Linked DNA regions of Macaca fascicularis: region 1 is linked to region 2. The links are chromatin contacts, called in public Hi-C maps. All regions are on one chromosome and are shown on one strand. The core of a region is the stretch at or near the end of the contact, and the rest is flanking DNA. Distances in the headings are between cores, read along the strand shown.

Region 1 (4,329 bases), core at 1,686-4,185, 490 kb after region 2:
CACTGCCAGTGTCAGGATGGGCTTGGCTGCTCAGCTAGATCACTGGAGGCCAAGGTTCTTTCATCCCTGGCATTAAGACCCCTGCCCTCTCAGGTTTAGGACACTTGCTTCTCGTCCTTACAGACCAAATCTCAGCCTATTTCTCTCTCTCTCAGGACTCACCTGGGCACCAGCCGCCACTTGTCCTACCAGATATGGGACCAGAGCATCAGTGAGGATGCGAAGCAGCTGGTGACTAGCCTGAGGTCTCTGATAGAGCCAGCGCTTGGCCTGAGCCATGGTGCTTGAGCCACCACCCTCAACCATGTATGTCATCAGGGTCCACTACAGAAGGATAGAAAGATGGTGTCACATGTACAGAAGCCAGACTGACCCTTCCTTTGTCTACCCCAGACCTGCCAGAGTGATTTTCCCACGCCGCCAGTCCCTGCCCTGTCCCACATTACTGGGGCACCAGCAAAGCCAATCAGCGGCACACGTCCAGCCAGTCGTTGTCGGGTAAGGGTGATGGCTTGGAACACATAGCCTAGCTCAGAGGCTACCACTGCTGGATCCCGTAGGCGTTCTAGGTCCTGCTCTTCTCTTAGTGGCTCTGGGAAGCTGGGTCCTTTGCCAGGTACCATGGTCACCTCCATGCCCAGTGCCTGGAGGGGGAGAAAACATCTGGGTTCCCAAAATGGAATCCAGGAGGAAAGGTTCTGTTCAGCTCATTCCAGAAGGAAGGAAAAGGAGAATAAAACTGCCAAACTCCATCTCTTTCAACCTTAGTTTTTCCCTCGATCCAGTTAGGATAAGTGCTTATTGTAAACCTTGACTGGACTGATAGAAGGATTTTCAAGGGGTCCTTGGATTATATTCCAGGATCAGATTTGAGTAGGTACCTGGGGTACAACAAGGATGTCGGAGAAAATGATGGCAGCATCCAGAGGGAAGCGACGCAGTGGCTGTAGGAAACAGGAGACGGGTTGCTAGGTGGCAGACTGAAGGCATAAATCTTTCCCTCTTTTGTGCACCCCTCACCTGCAGAGTCAGTTCACAGCAGGCCTCAGGAGAGCGACAAGTGCTGAAAAAGTCCTGGGCAGCCCGGGTTTCCCTAAACTCTGCATACAGAGGGAAGACGGGGCTCAGCCTTGAGGCCCTCCAGAGCCCTCCCCTGCCCCTTGAAAACTTTTCGCCTTCCGGAGTTTTATCTAGATTTCCAGGGCCTCTTACCTGGTAAGTAACGGCCTGCCTGGCGCATGCACCAAACGGGAGTGTAGTCTGTTTCCTCTCCCCAGGCTGCTCGCAGGAATGTGTCATTCTTCAGCTCCGGAAAACCCTGAGGTCTGGCAATCAGGTGGGGGTAGGGGTAGGTGTCAGTATGCTAGGCTGGAGGTTGGGTAAAGTGCGGATTCATAAGGCTGATTTAGTCGAGGACCGCTATCTACCTCCTCCAGGCCAGCTCCCAAACCCTGGCTTTCCGCCCGTTCCGCCGCCTCTCTGCCTATCAGGTGGTGCACAAACTCTAGAAGGGCCCGCCCTGGGGCCTCTTCCCTCCACTTAGTCCCTACTCTCCCAAGCTCGAAGCAACTAGAGGGACTAGGGGGAGGAAATAAGGCCCAGGAAGGATAGTTTGGGGGTCTTCGGACTACGGAGTCTCAGAAACGGGAATGTCACTGGGCTGGTTCAGAGGCTGAGAGATCCCCAGGCTGGGGGATAAAGAGGGATGAGAGTTGATGGTCCCAGAATAGAGATCCTGGTTGGAAATCCTGAGGCATCCCTTGAATTAAGGCCCCTGGGATGAACGTCTCAAAAATCCATGGTTTTAGGATTCAGGATCCCAGCTAACAGAGTCCAGGTTGAGAGATCTCCAAGGTGGGGAAAGGGGAGTACAGGGATAGAGTCCTGAGTTGGAAGACTCAGAAGCTCAACTAGCCACACCGCGTGCTCTGGAGAACTCACCCCAACCCGTTCGCTTCCATGGTCAGCTGTCTGTAACTGCGAGCTCAATTCGCAACTTAACCTGAATGTGAGCCTGCCCCCACCCCGTCCAGGCTCCGCCCCTTTCTGTAGGGAATCAAGGGCGTCGCCATGTTGAAGATCACATGATCAGACTCCCGCGACAGCTCCAGGGCTGCCCTGGCTGCTGCCCGTAGGACCCCTACCTTTTTTCACCGTAAAGTCCGCTGTAGCGACGCAACAACAAACGCTGAAAAGAGAACTCCGCTGTAACTGTATGTTACGGTGACATGAGGAATTTGTTCTCATCTGACGGTCTGGGTATCCGGAGGCTTGGCTCAAGTCCCACTCATGATTCTAATAGTCTTATTCAGCCAGGCATACTGAGGATGATGGAACCAGGCTGCTCAGGAAACTGAAATCGTCATATACTTACATTACCTACTAAGAGCCTGGACCTACAGTAGGTGTAGAGGTTAGCTCTGCTCAAGACAGCCCCGGTCTTTAAGAAGCTATAAGACTGGGAAAACAGAAATCAGTAATCACATTAAAATGAATAACGATTACCAGTGTCCTTGGGATTAGGAGTGACAAACAGAACCCGAATGACTCAAGACTCCTGTCAGTGGCAGGGGAAGGAGCCATTGTCTCAAACATTTTAGTCACACCACCTATAGGATAGGGAGTCCAGCAAATTCGTTGGGAGTGGGAGGAAAAAGAGCAGGCCGAAGAACCAGAAAAATGTTGGCAATGATCCAGGCCAGATAGAACGGTTATTGAATGAGGGTAGTAGCAGTAGAGATAAAATGGTAGTAGCAAGGAAATGGAGAGAAGGAGATTGATCAGGTAGAAATCACCAATCTTGGGTTTGGTCGGCTGGGTTAGGGTGGCACAGAGGTAGGTAATATGATTGAGTGTAGGAGTACACAGTGCAATACGGTGAGCGCTGGGTGCGCTTAGTCCAGAACATACGGCGAAGGCTGGCCAAAGGCGGGGCAGGGCGTGGTGGGAAGCTCCGTCCGCGGTCGCGCCAGCTGTTCACCGGGTAGGATCGCCCTTAGGCGCTCACCTCCGCCACTTAGCCATGGCGGGTCCTGGCCCGGGCGCGGTGCTGGAGTCCCCGCGGCAGCTGCTGGGCCGCGTGCGCTTCTTGGCGGAGGCAGCGCGGAGCCTCCGCGCTGGGCGGCCGCTGCCGGCAGCGCTGGCTTTCGTGCCGCAAGAGGTGCTCTACAAGCTTTACAAGGACCCGGCAGGACCGTCGCGCGTGCTCCTGCCCGTGTGGGAGGCAGAGGGCCTGGGGTTGCGTGTGGGCGCCGCAGGCCCAGCCCCCGGAACCGGCTCCGGGCCCCTCCGCGCCGCCCGCGACAGCATCGAGCTCCGGCGCGGCGCCTGCGTGCGCACCACGGGCGAGGAGCTGTGCAACGGCCACGGGCTCTGGGTGAAGCTGACAAAGGTGAGCTCTTCCCCACCCAGGACCAGGTAAAAGACCCCCGGGGCCAGAGAAACCTCTGGCTGTTTCCCTTTCCTCCCCTGTATTGAGTTGGCATTGCGTTCGGTGCCCTTTGCCCTGGGCTGGGTAGGACAGGCGGCTGGGCAGTTCCCTGACGGCTGTCCCCATCCGGCGCGTCCCGGCAGGAGCAGCTGGCAGAGCACCTGGGCGACTGCGGGCTGCAGGAAGGCTGGCTGCTGGTGTGCCGCCCGGCGGAGGGCGGAGCCCGCCTGGTACCCATCGACACTCCCAACCACCTCCAGCGGCAGCAGCAGCTCTTTGGCGTGGATTATCGGCCGGTGCTCAGGTCCTGCACTTGAAGGAGCGGGGCTTGCTGTCCGAAGGCCAGGCCAGGACGGCTTGGGAACACTTCAGCCGCACCCTGGGGTGGGTGGGATACTGGAGTGGAGGCAGGGTTAAGAACAGGAAGGGGCGGGACATGAAGGGGGCTCGGGTGGGGCGTCTGGAGACCGGGAGATAGAGCCCAGGAGAAGGCTACACGGCATGGAGGTAGTGTCCTGCTGCCCGCTGATGTCTCCCTTTCCCACTCCCTACTCTGTGCCCACAGGTGGGAACAGGTGGTGGACCTGACATACTCACATCGCCTGGGATCGAGACCTCAGCCAGCAGAGGCATACGCAGAAGCTGTACAAAGGCTACTGTGAGTGAGCTGGAATGGGGTGGGGAGGAAGGAGCTCTGCGTCTGGGCCCAGTCTAATTAGGGGCTTGGGGTTGCTTAGCTATGTACCCCCGACATGGACCTACGAGTGCGACGAGGACCTGATCCACTTCTTGTATGACCACCTGGGCAAGGAGGATGAGAACCTGGGTAGCGTGAAGCAGTATGTGGAGAGCATAGACGTTTCCTCCTACACGGTGGGTGCTGGGGCTCCTCCCACCCC
Region 2 (4,283 bases), core at 930-3,429:
AGCTGTCACCAGGTGGCAGCACATGATTTGTTGCCAGAAGAATGGCACCAAAAAGCCTTTGGTTAGGGGAACTGGGCTGGGGTGATCTCTCTTCTACCTTCAGAGATCCTGGGAGCTACCAATTAATCTTCCTATAACACTGCCCTGTTTAGTTTATGGTCCTGCTCAAGAATAGCACTCACAGCATAAAAAAGGACAAATTTGAATATTGGAATTTAAGCCCAACCCACATGCAGCCTCTTCTCTCTCCAATATCTCCTACCACATTTCTTTCTTTCTTTTTATATATTTTTTGGGACAGGGTCCTGCTCTGTTGTCCAGGCTGGAGTGCAGTGTCACCATCCACAGCTCACTGTATCCTTGACCTCTGGGCTCAGGTGATTTTCTGGCCTTAGCCTCCCAAGTAGCTAGGACCACAGGTACATGCCACCATTCTGGACTTTTTTTTTTTTTTTCCTGTACAGACAGGGTCACGTTATGTTGCCCAGGCTGGTCTCGAACTCCTGGCTTCAAGTGATCCAGCTTGACCTCCCAAAGTGCTGGGATTATAGAAGTGAATCACCGTGCCTGGCCATATTTCTTTCTTTCTTTCTTTTTTTTTTTTTTTGAGAGGGAGACTTGTTCTGTCGCCCAGGCTGGAGTGCAGTGGTGCGATCTCGGCTCACTGCAACTTCCGCTTCCCAGGCTCAAGCGATTCTCCTGCCTCATCCTCCCGAGTAGCTGGGACTACAGGTGCGTGCCACTACACCCAGCTAATTTTTATATTTTTAGTAGAGATGAGGTTTCACCATGTTGGCCAGGATGGTCTTGATCTTCTGACATCTTGATCCCCCTGCCTCGGCCTCCCAAAGTGGTGGGATTACAGGTGGGAGCCACTGCTCCTGGCCCTGGCCATATTTCTTAAACTTTATTGCCACCAGGAATGCATACCACCTATACTCTTCCAGGAGGATGGAAGTCTTAAGATGTCTGAAAAGGAGTCTCTAACCCCTGGGAGTGCTAATACAGTAAGTCCCATACTGCTTGCTCTTGCTGTCTTCCTGTTCCAGTCTCTTCAGGCATGAGATTATGAGCTCCTGATGTCCAGGCACATGCAAAGAGAGAATAAATATGTGCCTTGAATAGCGGGCAGAATTCTTAGTTGGGAGCAGTGGCTCACGCCTGTAATCCCTGCACTTTGGGAGGCCGACGTGGGCAGATCACTTGAGTCCAGGAGTCACAGACCTGGGCAACATGGCAAACCCCACCTCTACAAAATATACAAAAAATTAGTCGGGCATGCTGGCGTGCCCCTGTAGTCCCAGCTACCCGGGGAGGCTGAGTTGGGAGGATCACCTCAGTCCAGGAGTTTGAGGCTGTAAGTGAGCCATGATCGCGCCACTGCACTCCATCCTGGGCGACAGAGTGAGACCCTTCTTAAAAAAAAAAAAAAACCAACAGAACAAACAAAAAATCCCGACTTATTCCCCACCAGCTTTCTTTCAAAATCTGTTTTCAAGCTAGCTGAAGTGTTACCTCCAAGCCTTCACTTAACCGAATCTCATAGTCCTGATTAATTTCTTCCCTAGCATTTTGTTTAGCTCTACTGATTGCTCTTACTATTTCAAGTCGCTATTATTTATATATTTTTTCCTCCTCACTATACTGAGATCCTGCGGGACGCCGCATTCTTACCGCTTTTCCTTACTCAGCTATACCTTGACCAACCCGAAAGCCGCGCCAGTCTAGTCCATTTTCAATTGGCTTTATCAATTACCAATCATTTCTGTGTTTAACATTTTTATTGGTCCATCTTGTGTTTACTTCCCCGCCCTCTAAGAGGCTCCTGGACTTGAGTTTCCCCCAGGTGTATTCCCTCCTCCTCCGTTCCGTCTTTCCCACACACTGCTTCTTCTGTTTTTACCTCGACTTCCTTCCTATTGGTTCCCTTCGTCCTCCGGAGTTGGCGCCTACGGCTGTTGATTGGCTTTTCTGGACGCCCATTGTGCCCACCCTCATACCACGTGGCATTCCTAGCGCTAATTGGGTAATCCCACTAGCTCGTTTATCAGGAGTTGACGGTTGATTGGCTACTCTGAGGGAGGGCTTGAGGGAGGGGCGTGGTCAAGCGAGACCCCGCCCCCAGCCCCCCTGCTGGGCCCGGTAGGCGTTTCAGTCTCTCGCGGCCCGGGAGCTCAGCAGAGTTACCAGCTGCCCTCTTGGTTTCGCTGGTCGGATTGTCCTCCTGGCCCCGCCAAACAGGCGGGGGGAGCGGCCCCGACTGTGGGGCCATGGCAGTGGTCTCCTCGTTCTCCGCCGCCACTGGCCCAGCTGAGTCGCCGGCTTCTGCGCTAGGGGCTCCCACCGCCTCCGCAGGCTAAGGAGCCGCTGCCACCAACGAGCTGTGAGGGTTACTATGCTCCCTCTTTGCCGGCGTCTCCTCCTCTCGCCCGCGCACGCACCCCTCTGGCTGCTCAGTCCTGCCTCAGGTAACATGAAGAGAGGACGGGGGACACAAACCCGGGCATCCTGCCCGGCCCGCGCGCGCGGCCGCTCCACCTCCTCTGCCCCGGAGCAGAGGCGCCTGCGCCCCTCCGCACACGACGGGACCCCTCGGCTTCCCAGAGGTCCCCCTCTCAGCGGCGGCGGACGTTCCCTTCTCGGCCGCTTTCCCCTTTCCTTCTCACTTCCCTCAGGCTCCCCGCCACGTCTGCTCCCCCTTAGAACCTGGGAACCCATTAGAAGTTACCTCGCTCGCGTTAGGGATCTTTCGTTTTCTCGGAAAACTCTTGTTTCAGAGACTTCCAGCTCCCCACTGAGCGCCTCCCTGCTCGCATACCCGCTCCGGCCTCAGAGTTCTGGGTTCCTTCACTTGACTTCCCTCCGACACACTCTTCCCTTGAAAACGATCACCTCTACCCGGGAAAACACTTCCCTCCCCTCAGACCCTACTGCCTTCCCCCTCTTCTTTCCTCCCTTGTCATCATCTCCCTTCCTTTCCCCTCTCTGCTTTTTACTCTTCACTATGAAGACTGGACTAAGCCAGTGTTCAGATTTCGCTACAAGTGCAACCCAGGTTTGTGTAATTTAAAAATCTTTAAATTGTATACCTCTGAGAATAACTTGCTGAGGAATTTGGACTTTATGCTGCAGGCATGGAGAGCCGTTGAAGGTTTGGTAAGCAGGAGCTTGGTATGATTGCATTATCTCTGGTGAAAATATAGAGGAAGGATTGAAAGTGAAGACCGTGTGCAGGCGGAAAGGCCAGGTAGGCAGAAAACGAGTGTGCTCATCTAGGCGGGAGGGAATGGCACGAAATTCCAAGAGGTTTCAAAATAGAGTTGAGAGGAATAGTAGGAAGTTTCTGACATGGCTGATGGTGTGAATCGGTAGTGTTAATTGAAATAGGGAACATAGTCTCCGGTCATACCACCCTCAACGCGCCTGATCTCGTCTGAAATAGGGAGCATAAAGAAGCAATTTTGAGGGAAGGTAATGAATTTGGTTTTGAACAAGTTAACTTTCAGGATTTTTTTTTTTTTTTTTTCTGACGAAGTCTCGTTCTGTCACCCAGGCTGGACTGCAGTGGCGCGATCTCAGCCCACTACAACCTCCTCCTCCCAGGTTCACGCGATTCTCCTGCCTCAGACTACCGAGTAGCTGGGATTACAGGCATGCGCCACCACACCCGACTAATTTTTGTATTTTTAGCAGAGACGGGATTTCCCCACTTTGGCTAGGCTGGTCTCGAAAGTCTGACCTCAGGTGATCCGCCCACCTGGGCCTCCCACAGTGCTGGGATTACAGACGTGAGCCACTGCTCCCAGCCGAGTTTGAGGTGTTTTTATTTCACTGTGGGTAGCTGGAAATTTGGGTCTGAAAATTGGGAGAAAGCTTGGAGCTGGATACATAAATTTTGAGGGTCAAGAGAATATATGGGGGATATTTGTATGCCTTAGTATTTGGAATGGTAATACTGAAAGATGAGAAGAGCTGTGGACCAGAAGGAGCATCATTGTTTGAAAGGTAATAGACACTGAAAAAGAGAGATTAAAGGAATGGGACAAGAACTAGAACATAACAGCATTATAATAGGAGCCAAAGAAAGGATTTCAAGAAGGGAGGGGGATGACTATCAATGTCATGTGTTCCCGAGGTCCAGCTGAATGAGAATTAAGAAGCTTTTTTTTTTTTCTTTGGTGGCAGGGTCTCACTCTGTCGCCCAGGCTGGAGTGCAGTGGTGCAATCTCGGATCCTCAGCCTTCTGAGTAGCTGGCATCACAGGCAGGAGCCACCACACCCAG

Evidence for each region. Hi-C and Micro-C count contacts between places; a contact is called where the count stands out from the background.
Region 1: a contact with region 2 is called in a Hi-C map of liver, with 4 times the contacts expected there. The contact joins the promoter of HECTD3 here to the promoter of TESK2 in region 2. A contact is called at or near these places in 2 of 2 Hi-C or Micro-C datasets (liver and skeletal muscle).

Annotation. Positions count from the first base shown.
Region 1 is chr1:189,721,707-189,726,035 of T2T-MFA8v1.1, forward strand. HECTD3 (HECT domain E3 ubiquitin protein ligase 3) reads left to right here and starts at 2,936. Exons shown (of 20, transcript XM_074008557.1): 1 at 2,936-3,391; 2 at 3,574-3,814; 3 at 3,996-4,088. UROD (uroporphyrinogen decarboxylase) reads right to left here and starts at 3,828. Exons shown (of 10, transcript XM_074008561.1): 1 at 2,145-3,828; 2 at 1,213-1,368; 3 at 1,021-1,100; 4 at 882-944; 5 at 447-663; 6 at 163-324. The coding sequence starts at 922.
Region 2 is chr1:189,228,152-189,232,434 of T2T-MFA8v1.1, forward strand. TESK2 (testis associated actin remodelling kinase 2) reads left to right here and starts at 2,180. Exons shown (of 10, transcript XM_065523383.2): 1 at 2,180-2,468.